Regions from separate parts of the Rattus norvegicus genome. Here region 1 is linked to region 2. The links are chromatin contacts, called in public Hi-C maps. All regions are on one chromosome and are shown on one strand. The core of a region is the stretch at or near the end of the contact, and the rest is flanking DNA. Distances in the headings are between cores, read along the strand shown. Region 1 overlaps Sgms1 (sphingomyelin synthase 1). Region 2 overlaps Sgms1 (sphingomyelin synthase 1).

The links. A called contact is a pair of places that touch in the nucleus more often than the background predicts.
Region 1: a contact with region 2 is called in a Hi-C map of mammary epithelial cells, with 2.0 times the contacts expected there. The contact joins two enhancer-like sites.

What each region holds. Positions count from the first base shown.
Region 1 is chr1:239,577,521-239,582,862 of GRCr8, reverse strand. The region is part of intron 2 of Sgms1 (sphingomyelin synthase 1); the gene reads left to right. Among named protein-coding and RNA genes, the nearest start is that of Sgms1, 93 kb to the left of the region's middle. Within about 2 kb of position 3,347, at least 63 of the 93 cell types and tissues checked have an H3K27ac peak or open chromatin away from gene starts, as enhancers often do.
Region 2 is chr1:239,456,311-239,461,591 of GRCr8, reverse strand. All of the region lies in intron 5 of Sgms1 (sphingomyelin synthase 1), which reads left to right. Among named protein-coding and RNA genes, the nearest start is that of Asah2, 110 kb to the right of the region's middle. Within about 2 kb of position 3,006, at least 13 of the 93 cell types and tissues checked have an H3K27ac peak or open chromatin away from gene starts, as enhancers often do.

The sequences.
Region 1 (5,342 bases), core at 2,098-4,597, 120 kb before region 2:
AGGGTGGAGATGGAGAGATCTGCTCGATGCGTACGAAGAAGCCTGGATGTTGTGTGACACTCTGTTGGGACAGTGGATAGTGTGCACTAGTTGTGTGGTTGAGCACATGGCCACTATTTTTTCGTTGTGAAGCTCTATTTGCCTTCCTGCCTCCTTCTTTAATAGCCTCTGAGATAGGATAGCTTGACGTTGACAAGAGTAAGGTTACAATTATTTGTTTGTACCAATAACTAATAATTAAGTGCTTGCTGGGAAACAGGTACTGTGGAAATACCTGTGGTTAACATATTGGATTGGTCCTTGAATCTCCCAAGGCAAGTGTCACTTCCCTTCAGACTTTGTGAATCGTGTGTGTGTTACTCTTGGAAGGAGATTGTGCTTTGAATCAGGGAGATTTTTGTAGCCCTCTCAGAGCTGGCCTTCCCCTAATGAGTGGTCTGTCGTCTAAAGTTTTCAACTGTTGGTTATGTTTCCTGTTATTGTTGAGACTTCCATAAGTCAGAATTGCATATTCTGCTGAAATATCAACATCGAGGGTTAGCCTGTCGGTAGTTAACACAGGACTGTTACTGTGTGCAGCATGGTTCTGGGGAAGGGGGTGGGGATCTGACTATAGCAGCGCGGGAACGAAGAAAAGACAAACACAGGGAGGGACACAGCAAAGCTGGGGTCCGGTGGCCTGGGCTTTCTGAGGGAGAAACTGTAGCATTCTGGATGTTCAGTGAGCTCATCATATGTTGAGTGGACGGAGCAGGGCAGTGCACACAGTTGAGCACAGAGGAGGTTACTACATACAGAAAGTAAGGAAGGCGGGTGCCTGGTCTACACTTGGATCCTGGAGGCAGGTTTAGTTAATCCTGGTAGGGGCATGTCTAGAAATAAATATGGGGGTGGGAGGGCTACAGTGGATTTTTTTTTTTCCGGAGCTGGGACCGAACCCAGGGCCTTGAGCTAAATCCCCAACCCCCAACAATGGATGTTTTTTATGCACACTTACCAGCGTCCATATCAGGACTGGAAGAAGGCCTCGGCTCCCCTGAACCTCAGCCTGGGGATTGGGGGGCTTTGTCACTTTCCATGTGATCGAGGGTTTGGAGTCTGTGACATGGCTGTGGCCATGGCAACAGTAGGCATTTATTCCGGGCTTTCTCCTGATATTGTGGATACACGAAGTACATATTACTTAGTTTAAAATTCTCATTCTGGGGCAAGTCCTTATATTGAAGCTAAAATTCTCATACTTTACAGTGAAAGATTTATTCATTTCTCCATTTTTTAACCTTTGGAAATATAAAAATTCTGTCTATAGCTTATTATAGCAGAGCGGTACTTAAAATGTTAGTGGGGTTTCCTTGTTTCATGTTTTCTGATTTTTCCCTAGATTAAGTTTTCCATGTGAATTGCAGATCTTCAATTTTTACTGTTGTGTTTTTTTCCTTTGATTCATGTATATATTTCTGTGTTTTAGAAATTGCTAAAAAAAAAAAAAAAAAAAGAGGGCTGGAGAGATGGCTGAGTGGTTAGAGCACCGACTGCTCTTCCCGAGGTCCTGAGTTCAAATCCCAGCAACCACATGGTGGCTCACAACCATCTGTAATGGGACCCGATGTCCTCTTCTGGTGTGTCTGAGGACAATGACAGTGTACCCACATATATGAAATAAATAAATCTTTAAAAAAAAAAAAGAAAGAAATTGCTTATCTCTCCCAGCACCAAGCCCGCTTTAGAGAGTGATCACAGAATGTTCCCCAGGGTTGTCATGCAGGCTGGCCCAGAGGAAAAGTGGAAAGAAGGACGTTCCACTAGAGAGGCTATCCCGGTAGCACATCGTCGCCTGTGTTCTGAGAATTAGTGTGGACCTCGTTTACGGGGTTCAGCACTGGTGGAGGATTCTGGTGAGCTGAGTCTTCCTGTCCTTGCAGTGTGTCCTGAGCTCACCATCGATGTTCTGGGACTTTTCCTTGTGTTTGTCATTATCCTGTCAATATTTCGGCTGAGTATATTTCACATTATTGCTAGGGAAGTATCTCGAAGCACTTCCACTTGCTGGCTGTGACATTGGGACGTCACTGTACCTCCTTGCCTGTGTGCTCACTTGGGAAATGAGCTGAGGGTAGCAGCATCCACTTGAAAGAACTCGTGGAGACCAAGTGTTCATCCATGCCTAGCCCAGTACAAGTGAACACCATCGCTCTGCCTTTATTTATTACAAAGGCGGCCAGGTGCTGGGAGCGCAGTAAGCCCACTTCAGAAGTGATCACAAAATATTCCCAGGGCTGCAGTGCTCCAGTAGGTTACCAAGAGGAAAAGCAGAAAGAAGGATGCTCCACTGGAGAGGCTAGAGGTTCTTCACAAAAGGTGGGGCCTGGCGTGATTCCACTGGAGATTCAGAGGGACCTGTGAGTCAGTGCTCTGAGGGTCCTAGAAGACGGGCAGGCTGGCACTGATCCATCACACTAGCTTTTTAAGTTCTGGGCCATTTGAAGCAAAACCAAAGAAAAACCAGGCTTCCCGTGCAGGGAATAGTTTGGCCGCAGTGAGGAGTTCTCACTGGGAGAAAAGCCTGCAGGGTCAGGAGTGTTAAGTGACCACTGCTGTGATATTCTCTCTCTCTCTCTCTCTCTCTCTCTCTCTCTCTCTCTCTCTCTCTCTCTCACACACACACACACACACACACAGAGAGAGAGAGAGAGAGATTGAGTGAGTATGATCCATATGTTCTGAGCAGGTAAAGACAAAGACAAGTTCTCTGTTTTCCTAGTATTGCAAAGTTCTCTTTCCTTATAGCATGTTATGAAAATAGTTTTTCTTCCAATTTTCTTCTAGTTAAGTTTGTATCTGGGATTACAATTTTTTTCTTTCTTTTTTCTTGATCCTTTTTTAATCTTTGTAGATATGTGTGACTAGAAGTAAAAACAAAAATGTGAAGTTACATCAGAAAGTGACTTGTTCCTAAGTATGCACACATAAACAGGAAGTACAAACCATAGCAACCAGCTTTGTTAGTCTTGGCTAGACACCCTCGCTGTGTGACTTGGAGGAAGAGTCATGGAAACACAGCTCGCTGTCGGAGTGCTGAACAGCCGTGCAGTGAGTGTCTGCTTTCTAGAACGAAGAGAAGCATGTCTTTGTCATCTCATCTGGAATCACTTCAGTCCTCGAGAGTGATTTGGATACTGCGGGTTTACAGAATAAAGGAACAGGTGCACAGCTGAGGGGAGAGTGGGCCAGGAAGTGACTTTCTTTGGAATGCTTACCGACCTTGTTAAAATGGGCCGAATAGGTCTGATCCTTCCTCGTTCCCAGCACAGCCTTACCTCATGCCAGAGGCATGGAAACAGTGAGAGGCAGCTAAAGCTGACCTTACATTTTCATACAAAGTGCAGACTCTCCATCCATGAGGCCCCTGGCAGTGGACAACGGGCAGCCAAGACTGTGACTCATTAGAAGACACCTTTAGGAACCTGCTGTCCTGTCCTGGTGTTTGGCCTGTGTCTGTTTTCTGCCAAAACAGACATGACTAGCACAGGGAGAGCCTGGGGGCTCAGCAAGGAGATAACAGATTTGTAGGCTCAGGGCTGCAGAGACTGGAATTTGCTCAGCGAGGTAAGGGAAAAGGAAGCACTGAGAGTGGAACTCTCTAAGATGGTGCACGGCAGGGAGGAATTGCCTCCAGGTAATGAAGGGAAATAGAAAAATGGGGTTGTGTTTCCAAGAATTAGGAATTTTGAGCCTGTTAGCCATGCCATCAACAAATTGGATCGACTGCGTGTCAGGGGATAAGGATAACACCATAGGGGAAGGCCACTTGCTTGCAATAGGGATATAACTGAAGTAGGTTCATCTTAACCCAGTGTAGACCTTGATTAAAAGTTGGTGGGATCTACCAATAAGTTAGGTGCCACAACGGAAACGAGCCCTCTTGAATTATCTACTTTATGACAGAAAGGAGCATGTGGCTCATATTTAAAATGACTGACTGACTGGAAACCAGTCATCCCGATTCCTGCTCTCTGTTATTCCTCCAAAAGACCCGAGGACTCTTTGGAGAAATGACCTCATCCAGAACAGAGACAGGACATATTCAGGATAAGTCCCAAATATTTTTGATGGGAGAAAGTAAAGAAATAAAAGTGAGGAAAAATAAATATGTCAAAAATAGTAGGCAGCTTGAAGGAGCTCTCACTGGCCAAGTCTGAGTGCCACTGTGCAGTACAGGGGCCGTGTAGGGATGGGTCATAAGAAAAGCAGGACTCGATGAGGAAGACGGCTGGTGATGAATGAGTAGCAATGTGCAAAGAATGCTGGAGGCAGATTGCTGCAACTGTCATGACAGAAAGCATGCAACAGGCATGCATCATGGTACCTAGGAAAATTTCTCCTTTCCTTCTCCCTCTCCTCCTCTCTCTCCTCCTCTTCCTCGTTCATTCTCCCTCTCCTCCTCTCTCTCCTCCTCTTCCTCGTTCATTCTCCCTCTCCTCCTCTCCTCCTCCTCCTTTCTCCTCTTCCTCCTCCTCTTCCTCCTCTTCTTCTTCCTCCTCCTCCTCCCCCTCCTCCTCCTCCCTCCCCCTCTTGTCTTTTCCTTCATCTTGTGTAGCTTACTATATATCCCAGGCTGGCTTCAAACTCATGATCCCCCTGCCTCAGTTTTTCAAGTATTGAGATTATTACAGAGGTGGGAAAGGGGAATTTGGAGGTAGGACATGATACTTGGATGGTCTTAAAATGTTTCCCCCTAGATGAAGTATTAGTTGCAAGGAGAAATAGAGTGACTAATTTTTTTTAAAATTTATTCATTTATTATATGTAAGTACACTGTAGCTGTCTTCAGATACACCAGAAGAGGGCATCGGATCTCTTTACAGATGGTTGTGAGCCACCATGTGGTTGCTGGGAATTGAACTCAGGACCTCTGGAAGAGCAGTCAGTGCCCTTAACCTCTGGGCCATCTCTCCAGCCCTGGAACGACTTCTTTTTATTGAATAAAGTGGCTATTACTTTAGGATGAGACTAGACTTGCACTTTCGGATGTGATATTCGGAGAGCATCTCAGGGAACTTTCTGGCTGAGAAAGACACAAGCCATTCTGATTCAACCAGAATCACTAGAGGAAAGGTCAGACAGTCGAAAATGGAAGTGCTCCATTAATTTTAAAAGGGAGGAGCTCCACTCTTCTCAGGGTTGTGAAGACAAAGGGGCGTGTCCTCCAGGTTAAAGAAAAGCAGCGGTGGAATGCTTTTCTATCCCTGGGCTGGATCCTGTCATGGAAGAAATGCTATTAAAAAATCATTAAGGCAACTGAATATGGAATGGATTAAGGCATTGGTGTCCATGGTCCCCAG
Region 2 (5,281 bases), core at 1,757-4,256:
TTTTTTTGGGGGGGGGCGGTGTATCTGAGTTTACTGAGGAAGAAATGTGAGGAAGGAAATCAGAAAGACACAGAAATGACTGCAGTCAGTAATCACACGAGAGACTCTTCTAGGGAAAAGGTGGGTGTGTGAGCGCCTGTGTCCTCATGATGGGCAGGGTGAGAATTGGCACACGGGCAGTGTAAAGGCTGAATGATCACAGCACAAGCTGGAGAGCGTCATGGGATGCCAAGAGGCAATGAGTAGGCCTTTACAGCTGAGGGGGAGAGGGGTGAGAATTAGGATAGCCCACAGACACGTTTAGTATAGACCGCTAATCCCCAGACTAAGAAGAACTTCCTGTTTCAAAACCGTCCAGTTTGTGCTGTTTGTTACAGCAGCCGCAGGAAAGGCAGACACCAGCCAGGGCCCATCAAGTCTCAACCTGCTTCATGTCAACTCAGAGTCACACAAAGAAAGGGGGCTTCTCTAATAAAAGCACAAACATGGACCAGGAAGTGCTTGGCATGACGGTGTTTGCCTATATACACCACTTGGGAAGCTGAGGCAGAAAGATTAGCACCTGAACTACGCTGAGAGATTCAGACAGGCCGGAGCTTCAGAATGAGATCATTTAGTCTAAACGATGCACTGCAGGATGAGGGGGTGAGGGGAGACCTTCCATCACCAAAGCAGAGTGTGTCAGAACCTTCCCGGGAAACTGTAGAGCTACTCCTCTTAGCAGATAATCATATATTAGTCACACGGCTGTAACAAAAGTCTGTGACAAAGGCAGCTTATGGTTCTCGAGAAAGGGCTAGTTTCTACACACCAGTCAAGGCACAGTCTACCATGGTGGCAGGAGCTTGAGGCAGCTGGTCATCTTGCAGCCACGGTCAAGAGGATGATAATCTGCTCCATTTCCCCTTTGTCTTCAACCAAATACCCCTGCCCATGGAATGGCACCCCTCATAGTTATGGAGGTTCTTAGGTCAACACCTGCTCTGACGCCCCTGGAGATTTGTCTCCTAGGTGATTCTAGGTTCTTTAACACTGGCATCAATATGAGGCACCACAGGCTGTGTGAGACCCATTGCCTTATTCAGCCTATATTCTAGTTGGACTCTGCATTCTAGTCAAGGAAGAACCTCAGGCTACAAAGATATTGAGGAAATAAAAGACAGGAAACAGTAGTAGTATGAAAAGTGATGGTTTAGAGGGGTTCAGCTGATGCAAAGGGTATTTGCACCAAAATATTGAAACAAAGGAGTGAACTGAATAATAAGGAACCTGGGGAGGGTAATCTGAGAGGAGCCTCAAGTGCCAAGACCCTAAGAGACCTGACCCTAACCCAAGATACTGAGAGAAAGCACACCTGGGGCACTTGAGACCTGCTCAGGTGGCCAGTGCGGTTCGTGAGGTGAGCAGATGAGCCACTGTGGCTGGAAGGGAGCTTGAGAGAGGTGGGGATGTAGGTGGCAGGGACCCGAGCTGGGACACTGAGTGTGACAGAGTCTCAAGCCTTTCTGTTAATGGCTACAATCGACAGGATCTGAACACAGACGCAATAAGTGGTTAAGGCGGAAGTGGGAGCATCCCGTAGTAGGAGTGTTATGGGAGATCGATTATGTGTCAAGGAAAAACTGATGGATGGGCTCCTATAGACTGGAGGGGGCATGAGATGATGGGCATATGCACATTTTGTCAGAGAAGAAGATGGGTGGGATCTCCTGTTACTAAGATAAAGGAAACACGCAGAAGGGAGAAGTTTTTAAAGAGCAGGAATTCCATTTTACCATTTTAATGTAGTTGAGTAAAATCTATGACATATTCATCCCTGGGGCTTACAGAATGCCAGCAAGCAGCCCTTTGTACCCAGTAGGTGCTTTGTCAGTGGTGTAATCTTCAGTCCTTAGCTCCCTTGATGCTGGCTCTCTGAAAGGGAAAAGCTCATTCCACTTATAAATAGATATGTGCGAGCTGAGTCTTAGTGCAGTGGATGTGGCACTGGCCTGCCAGAGCTTTGGTAATCTTGCCACCCAGAACTCTCTGAGGACCTGAGACTCTCCTTTCAAGGACATGGTATGATTTCTCTGTTTCTCTGACATGTAAGCCCTGGTTTGTAATAGATACTTTCGGGGATGTCATTCTCGTGTTATGGTAAGAAAATAGTTCCCAGTAAATCTGGAAAAGCTGTTTGCTATCCTAAGGTGCTAAATTCTGCCTTCCTCTACACGCTCTAATACCCTCCCTTCTTTCTCCCATCCTCTCTTTCTTTTCCATTAATGAAGATTAAACTGAGGGCCTTGCAAACACTAGGCAAGTGCTCAGCCACTGACCTAAATCCCTAGCCCTTAAAAATCTGATTAGATAACACCCCAAAGAGGATTTAGACAGGCATTGAAAAGAGTGAGGGCTTCATTTTCTATAAAAGATAAGATGCTTACAGTTAGAAATGTTCAGTTTTTAATTCATTGCTGTTCAGATAATCTATAATTTTGGTATAATGTCAGTTTCTGTGTTTCTTTATGACAAAGAATGAAAACTCTGGGACCCTCCGGGAGCCTTTCCTGTTGGGAAAAGCAGTGGGATGATTAATTCCTTCTGTAAAGTTAAGACATCCAGGGATGTTTTTGCTGAGGAAGGAGCTTACATCTGTCAGTAGAACATCTGCTGGCGTACACAAAGCCATGGTTCTGTCTGCAGTAGTCAAAAAACAAAACCAACCAACCAACCAACAAACAAACAAAAACAAAAACAAAATTGGCTGTGGATCCAAAGCCTGTAATCCCCTCAGCCGAGAAATAGAGGCAGTGGGCAAGAAGTTCAAAGCCATCCCAGGCTACAGAGGAGTCTGATGCCAGCCTGGACTACTTGAGATCCCCTCTCACTTAAAAAAGAAGAGGGGGGAGGGAGTGGTGAGAAGGAAAAAGAAATAAATACATTTTTGAGCCCACAAGATAGTCCAGTGGGTAAAGGCGCTTGCCCACAAGGTGCTTGCCCACCAAGCCAGATGAACCCGGGAACCATGAGGTGGAAGAAGATAAGGTATAAGTTGTGTTTTGACCTCCATACATACCCCTGGCATGCATATGCCTACCCTCAGCCACACAAAATAATAAAGAAATGCAGTGCACTTTTTAACAGAATAAGCAAGCTTTAAGCCGGAGCCCTCGAGCCCTCAGGTTTTTACCTCTCCTGCTGTGGTAGTCTGACTAAGAAGGGCTCCCACTGACTTAGTCACCAGGGAGTGGCACCATTTAAAAGGATTAGGACGTGTGTCCTTGTTGGAGGAAGTGTGTCACTGGGGTGGGCTTTGAGGTTTCAGTAGTCCAGGCCACACCCAGTGTTTCCTCCAGAGCAGGATATAGGTCTCTCTGCCCCAGCACCTGCGTACAAACTAATCATGGTAGTAAGGAATCAAATCTCTGAAAGTGCAAGCCAGCCACCAATGAAATGCACTCTTCCTTAAGAGCTATCTTGGTCATGGTGTCTCTTCACAGCAACCGAGCAGTGATGGAGGCACCTGCTGAAACAGATTTAAAAGCAAGAAGTGGCGTGATTCTGGTCTGCACATAGCTCGGAAGCAGAAACCGGAAACAGGGTGGCAGTTACAGACTCAGCCGTCCATCTAAGACAGAGAGGGCTACTGTGACAGGTAGCCATGCAGGATGCGTTTTTGTTCTAAGAACCAGATTTCAAAGAGAGGAATCACAGTCAGGGCTGGGGGTGATGGGCTCCACACAGGTGCAACGCAGAGGCCAGGGCGAAGTCTGGCGAAGTCTGGCGTTGCCCGAGCCTTGGTGATGGAAGTAGGCATGAGGGATGGCTTCAGCAGTGGAATGCACGGGCCTGGGATTTGGGCAACACCGTCTCTCGTTTACATGGTTCATCTTCGCACCTCAATAACCAGAGCATAACTTCTGCCAGTGTGTAGTTGTTTTTAGCTAGTGAGATTGAACTTGGTGTGTGTGTGTGTGTGTGTGTGTGTGTGTGTGTGTGTGTGTATAGCCCAATATGTGGTAAGTGTGTTATACATGAATACAACTAGAAGATTCCTATACCCTGTTTATTTAGACTCTTTATCAGATTCTGAAAGGCATTTCATATTTGTGATCTATATCATTAAAACCTGTGATTGTATTGCTTATCTTTTTATTTGGAGTATGTCGTCTGTAGCTTTAAAGCTGTGATTTATACAATCGTGCTTTGACTGATAAAGACTTTAAACACGTGTGAACCTGAGAAAACATTTACACTAACTTTGAACTTCTGTCCTTTCCTTGTAACACACCCTAGTGGTGGACACGCAGGGCTTCCTAAAAGGACAGAGCTTATTCGGTCCAGTGGAGAAGAGGCCTACCCATGCTTCTTGAGATTTATCTATTCGAAATTATTTTAGCATACCTTTTGTTAACAAGTTTTACAGCTTATATGTTTATAATTTAATTGTAAACCATTGATTAACGGTCTCATTTTATTGCACTGAGGGAAAGCTTACTAAAGTTTTATGTAAGACAAGGATGAATTTCCAAAGAACCTCTTAGGGCTAATCTCCCAAGTAAATGATGATCTCTGTTATTTAGGCTTTTTATACTTCCTTGGGGTCCTAGAAATGGTCTTGTGAGATTGCAGAATAGTTCAGCTATATAAAAAGAACTATATTGCTAATGTACGTTAAAATACATAAAGGGACTGGAAAGACAGTGTCAATTGATGGCCCAGAAAACAGAGGCTGCCTCTTGCAGTCTCACTACCTTGTTGGACTCTTGTTGGAGGTACACTCCAGTGTCCTTTAGAACCTGGAGGCCGCTGGGGCGCTGGCCAGCTCATTACCGCTATGCTGCCCCCTGGTGGTTGATACCTAAGCTCAAGGGCAGTCTCTTGGCAGCGTGATTCTGTGCTGTGCCGAGGCTTTGCATCCTGAGTAAGGATCTCAGCTGAGCTTCGGGTTTATTTGTCTTTGTTTTTCTAAAAAGAACTGTTATTTAGGAACTGTTTGTTTTTAAATACTGTTAAAAAGAGGCTCAGAGAAATAAGCGTTAGATGGTTTTGATTCCCAGATCTTAGAACGGAGGAGTCACTGACACTAGGAGAGAAGCCGGTGAGTGGTTGCTTATGTTTGGGAGCTGGTACACCTGCTTCCTGGAAGAGACCCAAGGCTGGTGTGGTGTAGGTGTGCAAAGGGAGAGATCTGCCCTTGCTTTCCCTGAAGTCCTCCACCCTTCGTCTGACCACGAAGCCTAGAGGAGGAGAGCCGAGCACAGAGGAAACCTAGTCGCAGTGCTTCCGTGGCCGCCGG